2 separate regions of the Callithrix jacchus genome follow, and region 1 is linked to region 2. The links are chromatin contacts, called in public Hi-C maps. All regions are on one chromosome and are shown on one strand. Each heading gives the region's core, a stretch centred on a gene start, on an enhancer-like site or on the middle of the called end of the contact. The rest is flanking DNA. Distances are from core to core; before and after follow the strand shown. Region 1 has its middle 25 kb from the start of SPNS3. Region 2 overlaps ANKFY1 (ankyrin repeat and FYVE domain containing 1).

Region 1 (5,017 bases), core at 266-2,765, 190 kb after region 2:
CACTGTGCCCGGCTGAATTTTTAATTTTTAGAGACAGGGATCTCACTGTGTTGCCCAGGCTGGTCTTGAACTCCTGGGTTCAAGTGATGTTTCTGCCTCTACCTCCCAAAGTGATGAGATTACAGGAGTGAGCCATCGTGCCTGGCTGGGTGTTTTCAAGCATTACATTAAAAAAATCCCAATTTACAAGTCCATATTCTGGTTCAATCTCAAAAACAGCCCTTATGCTGGTCACTGTTACTCATGGCTGTTATCTCAACTTTTTTGAAGGCCTAGTGGGTGGATCGCTTGAGGCTGGGAGTTTGAGACTATCCTGGGCAACATAGCAAGATTTCCTCTCTACAAAACAATTTAAAAAAGAATTTAGACAGGCGTGGTGGCACATACCTGTATTTTCAGCTACTTGGGAGGCTGAGGCAGGAGGATCGCTTGAGACTGTGAGTGTGAGCAGTGAGCTATGATTGCACCACTGTGCTCTGGATTAGGTGATAGAGTGAGATCCTGCCTCTATTTAAAAAAAAAAAGGCTGGGCGCAGTGGCTCACACCTGTAATCCAAGCACTCTCAGAGACTGAGGTGCGTGGCTCACCTGAGGTCAGGAGCTTGAGACCAGCCTGGCCAACATGGTGAAACCCCGTCTCTACTAAAAATACAAAAATTAGCTGGGCATGGTGGCACATGGCTGTAATCTCAGCTACTCGGGAAGCTGAGGCAGGAGAATCACTTGAACCTGGAAGGTAGAGGTTGCAGAGAGATGAGATTGCAGAATTATACTCCAACCTGGGAGATAAGAGTGAACTCAAGGCAGATCACAAGGTCAAGAGTTCGAGACCAGCCTGGCCAATATGGTGAAACCCCATTTCTACTAAAAATACAAAAATTAGCCGGGCGTGGTGGCACTCACCTAAGTAGTAGTCCCAGCTATGCAGGAGAATCACTTGAACCCGGGAGGCGGAGGCTGCAATGAGCAGAGAACACACCACTGCACTCCAGCCTGGCGACAGTGAGACACTGCCTCAAAAACAAGACAAAACAGAACAATGAAGCTCCACATGGGTTGTCTCCTACAATTTCCTGGACAAGCTCTCTTTCAGCTTCAATTTCCTCCACTCTGAGCAGCTGTAGCTCTGTTTGCCTACCTCAAAGGCAGAGAACGCCAAGCCCAGCTGGAGGATGAGGAGAGGCAGGAAGTTTCTGACCCCACTGGGAAGGCACAGCACCCAGAACAATTCCCATCCTCTGTCCGGCAGATGTCTCCGGGAAAGAGCAGGTAGGGTCGGGGAGGAGGGGGCTTCTCCAGCTTTGAGAGCTGATTGGGTGAGAGTCTTCCCAACTCTGTGTGTTTCGTGATGCTGACGTTTGGCTATGGTAGGAGCATTTACACTATAGAAATTGGCAAACGCTCTTCCCTCAGCGGGTCATTGACATTTACCTGCGCTCCACTGGAACACAACCACCTTGTTTCCCAGATGGCTGTGGAAGCTCTTAGCCTGTGCATGGGCTCCAGGGGCCGGACAGAGCTGCTACAGGCAGGAGGAATGCAGGGCAGGCTGTGGGTTAGGGAAGGAGGAGAACTGGGCATGGACAACATACATCGCCAGACCTGTGGGTGGGCTGGGTTAAGTGGAACGGGGGCCTGCTCACTTGACCCTGCTGCATCTCTGCACCTGGGTGAGACTGTCCTGTTTGCCTGGAAACCCTTTATTTATTTTATTTTATTTTTTGAGACAGAGTCTCACTCTGTTGCCCAGGCTGGAACGCAGTGGTGTGATCTTGGCTCACTGCAGCCTCTGCCTCCCAGGTTTAAGTGATTCTCCTGCCTCAGCCTCCTGAGTAGCTGGGATTACAGGCACCCACCACCACGCCTGGCTAATTTTTGTATTTTTAGTAGAAACGAGGGTTTCATCATATTGTCCAGGCTGGTTTTGAACTCTTGACCTAAAATGATCCACCTGCCTCAGCCTCCCAAAGTGCTGGGATTACAGGTGTGAGTCACTGCGCCGGCCGAAACTCTTTGTCTCATCTGCCTAATCACAACCTGACCTTCAAGGTCCAGCTGGAATTCTATCCTCTCTGAGAGACCCAGCAGGCAGTAGAGATGCTGTTTGCAGCCAGGCAGGGTCCAACCCTACCACTTACTAGTTGTGTGACTTTGGGTGACTTACCTGCGCCAAACCTTGGTCTCCTTCTCTATAACATGATGGTAATGATGTTTATGTGAACGCAGCATGAGCACTCAGCAAGGCCACCTATGGGAACAGCTCACAGGGCTGGCACAGAGCTAATACTGACAAATGGCCACCCCTTTCCCTCTGCCTGTAGATTGCTGGCACCACTGGTTAGCCTGAGTCACGGCAATTGTAAATGCACCAACTTGGCCAGATTGGCTGTCAGACTGGATTTAAAAAAAAATCTAGATTCATGCTGTTTATAAAAGACTCGCATAAAACAAGGATATGGAAGGTTGAATGTCAGTGGCTAGAAAATACTCACCAAGAGAAAGCTAGCGTATCTACATCCATATCAAACTAAATAGCATTTAAGACGAAAATAGTTGTGAGGGGAAACGAGAGGTTACAGCGTGGTTATAGGAACAGCCTGCTGAGACGGAGCAATCTCAGCTGGGTGCAGTGCACACACCAGTAGTCCCAGCTACTCAGAAGCCTGAGGCAGGATTGTTGGAGCCCAAGAGTTCAAGGTCAGCCTGGGCGACTAGGGAGACCTGGTCTCTCTCTGTTTCTCTCTGTCTCAAAGAAATAGTAAGGTGAAACAATTTTCAAGTTGTATTACCTAACAATATATGCTTAACACACGTAAAGCAAAAGACAACACACAGAAAAATGGGGGAAAATTTTTGCAAATCATGTAGCTCATAAGGGATGTGTATGTGGAATATATATTTTTAAAAAATCATTGGCAAGGCGCAGTGGCTCATGCCTGTAATCCCAGCAATTTGGGAGGCTGAGGTGGGTGGATCACCTGAGGTCAGGAGTTTGAGACCAGCCTGGCCAACATGGCAAAACCCCATCTCTACTAAAAGTACAAAAATTAGCTGGGCGTGGTGGCACATGCCTGTAGTCCTAACTACTCAGGAGGCTGAGGCAGGAGAATCACTTGAACCTGAGAGGTGGAGGTTACAGTGAACTGAGATCTTGCCACCGTACTCCAGCCTGGGTGACAGAGCAAGACTGTCTCAGAAAAAAAAGGAAAAGTCTCTTACAACTCAGCAATAAAAAAACCAAATAACCCAATTTAAAAATGGCCAAAAGACTTGTAAAGACGTTTCTTTCTGAAGATGTAACATCATAAATGATCAGGGAAATGCAAATCAAAATCACAGTGAGATACCAATTCACACTCACTAGGATGACTGGAATTAAAAAACAGAAATAATTTTAAAAATGGTTGCAAAGATTTGAAGAAATCAAAACCCTCACGGCTGCTGGTGGGAATGAAACTGGTGTAGACTCTTTGGGAAATAGTCTGGCAGTTCCTCGAGCAGTTAAATGTAGAATCGCCATTTGCTCCAGCAATTCCCCTTCTAGGGATATTCCCAGTAAATTGAAAACATGTTCCACAAAAACTTTGATGTGAATGTTTGTAGCAGCATTACTCATAATAGCAAAAAAAATGGAAGCAACTCATATGTCCAAACAAAGAATGGGTCAACAAAACATGGCGTATTCACACAATAGAATATTATTAGGTTGGCCGGGGGTGGTGGCTCACGCCTGTAATCCCAGCACTTTGGGAGGCCAAGGTGGATGGATCACCTGAGGTCAGGAGTTCAAGACCAGCCTGGCCAATATGGTGAAACCCTGTCTCTACTAAAAATACAAAAATTAGCTGGGTATGTGAGCACACACCTATAGTCCCAGCTACTCGGAAGGCTGAGGCAAGAGAATTGCTTGAACCTGGGAGGTGGAGGTTGCAGTGAGCCAAGATCGTACCACTGCACTTCAGCCTGGTGACAGAGCGAGACTCCATCTCAATATATATAAATAAATAAATATATATATTATTAGGCCATGAAAAGGTATGAGTACTGACACAAGCTGGAACATGGATGAACCTTGAAAACATCATGACAAGTGAAAGAAGCCACTCGTAAAAGGCCAGATACTGTATAATCCATTGCTATACAATGTCCAGAACAGGCAAATCCATAGAGATGAAAAGTAGTTGGCTGTTGTCAGGGGCGGGGAGGGAGGAAGAGTTGGGGAAACTAGACAGTGACTGATAATGGGCACAGAGTGTTTTTTGAGGTGATGAAATTATTATTATTATTTTTTGAGATAGAGTCTCACTCTATCATGCAGGCTGGAGGGCAGTGGCGTGATCTTGGCCCATTGCACCCTCTGTTCCCGGGTTCAACAGATTCTCCTGGCTCAGCCTCCTGAATAGCTGGGATTACAGGAGCCCACCACCACGCCCGGCTAATTTTAGCGTTTGTAGTAGAGACAGGGTTTCACCATGTTGGTCAGGCTGGTCTCAAACTCCTGAACTCAAGTGATTCACCAGCCTTGGTGGGATTACAGGCATGAGCCTGTAAAGTTCTGGGATTACAGGAGGAGCCACCGCACCCAGCCAAAAATATTTATTTGCTTGTTTGTTTTGAGATGGAGTTTTGTTCTTGTTCCCCGGGCTGGAGGGCAGTAGTGCAATCTCTGTTCACTGCAACCTCTGCCTCTTGGGTTCAAGCCATTTTCCTGCCTACCTTCCTGAGTAGCTGGGATTACAGGTGTGTGCCACCACACCCAGCTAATTTTGTATTTTTTTTTTTTTTTTTTTTTTTTTTTAGTAGAGACAGGGTTTCTCCATGTTGGTCAGGCTGATCTTGAACTCCCAACCTCAGGTGATCTGCCTGCCTCGGCCTCCCAAAGTGCTGGGATGACAGGTGTGAGCCACCGTGCCTGGGCTACTTTACCTATTTCGAACTTTGATGTGTGCAGTAAAATGTACTCTTGGTGGTGATTTGGGGTTTTGGGCTTTTGGGCCGAGCAGATCTCTCCCTTGAA
Region 2 (5,400 bases), core at 2,846-5,345:
GTCCCAGCTACTCAGGAGGCTGAAGTGACAGGATCACTTGAGCCCAGGAGTTCAAGGCTGCAGTGAGCCATGATCATATCACTATACTCCTGCCTAGATGACAGATGGAGACCTTGTCTTAAAAAAAAAAACAAAAAAAAACCATCAACTACCCATCAGAGAAGAGAGAGCTGAAGGCAGGCAAACAGGTCTCTGGTAGCAAGAGCAGGACCACATCGTAGTCTGGAAGATACAGCATTGGAAAGACCATACTTCCTCTATCCCAGAATTCCTGGAAGCCTTAGGGGATCTCCTATGACACCAGGTCTATGCGGAAAAAAAGGCCAGGGCATAGTCCTTCAGCTCCCTTGCCTCCACAACTCCCTCCAAATCAAGTTCACCTACAAGGGCAGCCACAGAGGACTAGCATGGTTTCACGAGATTTCCTGACATCCACCATTGTTTTCCCTGCCAGCAGCAGCCACCAAAACTCTTTTCTAATCACAAAGGCAGATTGTGGACAGAGCAAAATAAATAAACAATGAGGTAAGAAAGACCTGAGTGGAGACCCATTAAATTTTAGGGGCCAAATTACTTGGGCTCTCTGTGCCCCAGCTCCTCCTCTGTAAAATGAAGATGTTACTCTCCCTTCAGATGTTTGAGGAATACTTGTGTGTTTGTCAAGACAGAGGAAGCTAGTTACACTCAGCACAGCTGAGTGAGGTATGTAGTCGATATGCTCGTAAAAGTTTGAGGGCCCTCTCCTAGTCCGTCTTGTCTCTCAAGTCTCAAATTCCTTTACTAAGAAAGAAGCATATGATTTTAATAACCCACATTTGTGGATGTCAGTCCTGTTAACAATAACCAGCTAGCAGCTAATTCCCAGTTTTAACAGATGAGTTTCAGGTAACAGAGTAGAAAAGGACCACGGGAGGGGGTGATGGAGGAAGAAAGAAGGCGGTCACAAGACAGACCTGGGAAGAATGAAGAACACACTTTCAAAACCTCACAAAGGAGAAGCTAGGAGCAAGAATGCAATCTTGGAGTCATTTCTCTATTTAGCAATAAATAAAGGCACCTGCTTTACTAAGACCTGTCAAAGTTTTGGTATTTTTTGTTGTTGGTTTTTTTTTTTTTTTTTTTGAACAGAGTCTTGCTCTGTCACCCAGGCAGCGTACAGTGGCATGATCTCGGCTCACTGCAACTTCCACCTCCTGGGTTCAAGCAATTCTCCTGCTTCGGGCTCCCGAGTAGCTGGGATTACAGGCGTGCACCACCAAGCTCAGCTAATTTTTGTATTTTTAGTAGAAATGGGGTTTCACTATGTTGTCCAGGCTGGGCGCTTTGTTTCTAATTAACATAACTGACTTGGTGTAAGGAAGCATCTCTCCCAGAGCACTTTAAAAACCATGTTGTTGGCCGGGTGTGGTGGCTCACGCCTGTAATCCAAACACTTTGGAGGCCAAGGCAGACAGATCACCTGAGGTTGGGAGTTCAAGACCAGCCTGACCAACATGGTGAAACCCCGTCTTTAAAAAATGAAAAAAAAAAAAAAAAGATCCAAGATGGCCAATCGCTAACATCCCGGGATTGCAACTCTCAGGGAAGGCGCGGAGAACTAGAGGACGCCATACTTTCAGACAAATTCTGGTCGCTCACGGAGCAGAAGATCCCCCAGTGGAGGAAACACACGGGTGGACAGCGCAACTTTCGTGGCTCGCGCAGCGGTTCCGCCGGCACCTCGGCGCGGCAGCTCTCGGAGCAGAGTAAACGGGACCGGTTCCCCTTCTGACGGAGGTTTGGAGCCCCGGGAAGGCAGAGTCACCTACTACGGACACAAGAAGGAAGCCCGACAGGAGAATCCTGGGCAGAAAAGCACCATCAGTTTTAACGCTGCTGCTCTGGCCCTGGGAACTAACAGCCTGGACGTCCACTCAAGAGACCTAATCTGAAAGTTGGTAATTTCAAAGACGACAGGAGGATAAATTTACAACGATGGGAAGAAACCAGTGTAAAAAGGCTGAGAATACTCAAAATCAGAATGCCTCTCCCTCTAAAGATGATCACAGTTCCACATCAACAAGGGAACAAGACTTGATGGAGAACAAGCGCATCCCAATGACAGAATCAGGCTTCACGGAATGGATAATAAGAAACTTCTGTGAGTTAAAAGAACATGTTGTAGCCCAACGTAAAGAAACTAGGAACTTTGAAAAAAGGTTTGACGAAATCCTATTGAGAATAGACAACTTAGAGAGGAATATAAGTGAATTAATGGAACTGAAGAATACAATACAGGAACTCCGAGAAGTATGCACAGGTTTAAACACTCGAATTGTTCAAGCAGAAGAAGGGATATCAGAGGTCAAAGTTCAACTTAATGAAATAAAACGTGAAGAAAAGATTAGAGAAAAAAGGATAAAAAGGAATGAGCAAAGTCTCCAAGAAATGTGGGACTATGTGAAAAGACCAAATCTTCGTTTGATAGGTGTACCTGAATGCGGCAGAGAGAATGAATCCAAGCTGGAAAATACCCTTCAGGATATTGTTCAGGAAAATTTTCCTAAACTAGCAAAGCAGGTCAACATTCAACCCCAGGTAATACAGAGAACACCACAAAGATATTCCTCAAGAAGAGCAACCCCAAGGCACATAATCGTTAGATTCACCAGGGTTGAAACGAAGGAGAAAATACTAAGGGCAGCCAGAGAGAAAGGTCAGATTACCCACAAAGGCAAGCCAATCAGACTTACAGAAGATCTCTCAGCAGAAACTCTGCAAGCCAGAAGAGAGTGGGGGCCAATATTCAACATCCTCAAAGAACAGAACCTTCAGCCCAGAATTTCATATCCAGCCAAACTAAGCTTCACAACTGAAGGAAAAATAAAATCTTTTATGAACAAGCAAGAACTCAGAGATTTTATTACCACCAGGCCTGCTTTACAAGAGCTTCTGAAAGAAGCATTACACACAGAAAGAAACAACCAGTATTAGCCTTTCTAAAAATACACCAAAAAGTAAAGAGCACCAACATAAAGAAGAATTTACACCAACGAATGGATAAAACAGCCAGTCAACATCAAATGGCAGTAACCCTAAATTTAAACTGACTAAATTCCCTAATCAAAAGACACAGCCAAAACCCAATGGCATGTTACATCCAGACCTGTTTCACATGCAAGGATACACAAAGACTCAAAACAAAGGGATGGAGAAAGATTTACCAACCAAATGGAGAGCAAAAATAAATAATAAATAAATAAAAAGCAGGAGTTGCAAATCTCGTATCGGATAAAATAGATTTTAAAGCAACAAAGATATAGTGGTAAACAGATCAATGCAACAACAAGAGCTAACGATCCTAACACCCAGATACGAGACTTAGATTCAATGAGACAGAAAATTAATAAGGATATCAAGGACTCGAACTCAGATCCAGAACAACTAAACTTAATAAATATTTATAGAGCTCTCCACTTCAAATACACAAAATATACATTTTAGTCAATACCACACCACACCTACCCATAAGTTTAAATGAAACATTGATGGGCCATTATTAATACCCAATTTTTTTCAAAATAAAGCAATATTTCCATTTACTCTCCCTCTTTCTTTTCCTCTTTCTTCCTCTCCTTTACTTATTTTTTTTTTCTTTCTCTCAAAAAAAAGAAATCAACTTGTAAACCTCTAGATCCAGGTCGGCAATGTCTCTCTCATTGCTTGATTCCCTTCCTTCCCTTCCCTCCCTCCCTCCCTCCCTCCCCGCTTCCTCCCTTCCTCCCTCCCTTCCTCCCTTCCTTCCTCCCTACCGTCCTTCTTCTCTCCCTTCCTGCCTTCCTCCGCCCCACCCAAAAAAAAAAAAAAAAAAATCATGTTGTTATAATATCTAAGTTATATTAATAAGTTATAATAAACAAGAACATAAGTTCTGTACAACAGCATGATATTTCTAAGCCTCAGTTTTCTGTACCATTGGCTTCTCCAAACCTGTAGCACACCACATCAACATCTGACAAAGTCACTCTAACCTCAGCTATGAAAACAGAGCATTCAGGAGAAAAATCCTCTTTTTAGATATACAAAGCTTTTACCACTTTTACAACTAATATTCAGTCTGCCTTCCTAATATCCTGACAACAGGCAGTCTAATACACAGTGTGATCTCAAGAAGTAATGACTCACATTTGTAGAGCACTTTACAAAGCACTTTTACAGACAAATGCTGAGAATCTGAAAATTCCATTCTCCTTTTTACTGTCAAATGATATTGTGCCAAGGGACTCAAATATGTTTCAGGAAGAGAGATCTTTTATTAAAGCTGGCAGACATTTCACTGTCACCAATTCTAGGATCTCCAGAGTGCCATTTGCCATTTGGATAGATTATAAATAGTAACTGACATGATTTATGCCAACGAACACGTAATCTTATTTAGAAAGTCAGATTCTCAGTTCCTATATTCTTTTTGAAAATAGCAAGACAGATTAACTTTCACCCAAAGGGAATTTTTTAATTATTATTTTTAACTTTAGAGTACAGAAAGGATATAGATGTACAAAAACAATAAACCTAACTTTAAAAGTATAAAATCAAGCATATATTTAAATGTCCCAAAAACTCCTGTCTAGTTTTCATATCACTCTTAAGTGGATGTGGGAAAAATTACTGAAAAGAAAAATGACAGGTGAACAGTGATTTAGTTACAAATGACTTTTTCCTTTACATCATTCTGTATTTTCCAAATATCACACACTGAACATGTATTAAAATTTTGTAAGGAGAAAAATACTACCTATCATTTTTTAGTATACATTAATTCTCTCTTTTTTAAAAAAAATTAGCCAGGAGTGGTGACTCATGCCTCTTAGCACTTTGGGAGGCCGAGGTGGGCAGATCACCTGAGGTCAGGAGTTCAAGACTAGTCTGGCCAACATGGCAAAACCCCATCTCTACTAAAAATACAAAAATTGGCCGGGCATAATGGTGGGCGCCTATAATCCCAGTTACTCAGGAGGCTGAGGTGGGAGAATCACTTGAACTGGGGGAGGAGGTTGCAGTGAGCCACAAGATTGCGCCATTGCCCTCCAGCCTGGGCAACAAGAGCGAAACTCGGTCTCAAAAGATAGATAGATAGATAGATAAATAAAATAGCCAGGTGAGGTGGCTCACGTCTGTAATCCCAGCACTTTGGGAGGCTGAGGCAGAAGGATCACTCAAGGTCAGGAGTTCAAGACCAGCATGGGTAACATGGTGAAACTCTGCCTTTGATAAAAATACAAAATTAGCCAGGCATGGTGGCATGCGCCTGTAATCCCACCTACTTAGGAGGCTGAGGCAAGAGAATCACTTGAACCTGAAGGCGGAAGGTGCAGTGAGCTGAGATGGTACCACTGCACTCCAGCCTGGGTGACACAGTAA

The links. A called contact is a pair of places that touch in the nucleus more often than the background predicts.
Region 1: a Hi-C map of skeletal muscle shows a contact between it and region 2, with 9 times the contacts expected there. The contact joins two enhancer-like sites. A contact is called at or near these places in 2 of 3 Hi-C or Micro-C datasets (induced pluripotent stem cells and skeletal muscle).

The regions. Positions count from the first base shown.
Region 1 is chr5:68,077,491-68,082,507 of calJac240_pri, forward strand. No RefSeq gene overlaps it. Among named protein-coding and RNA genes, the nearest start is that of SPNS3, 25 kb to the right of the region's middle. Within about 2 kb of position 1,516, at least 1 of the 16 cell types and tissues checked has an H3K27ac peak or open chromatin away from gene starts, as enhancers often do. A contact at or near this core is called in skeletal muscle, where this site is marked.
Region 2 is chr5:67,885,311-67,890,710 of calJac240_pri, forward strand. All of the region lies in intron 4 of ANKFY1 (ankyrin repeat and FYVE domain containing 1), which reads right to left. Among named protein-coding and RNA genes, the nearest start is that of ANKFY1, 39 kb to the right of the region's middle. Within about 2 kb of position 4,096, at least 2 of the 16 cell types and tissues checked have an H3K27ac peak or open chromatin away from gene starts, as enhancers often do. A contact at or near this core is called in skeletal muscle, where this site is marked.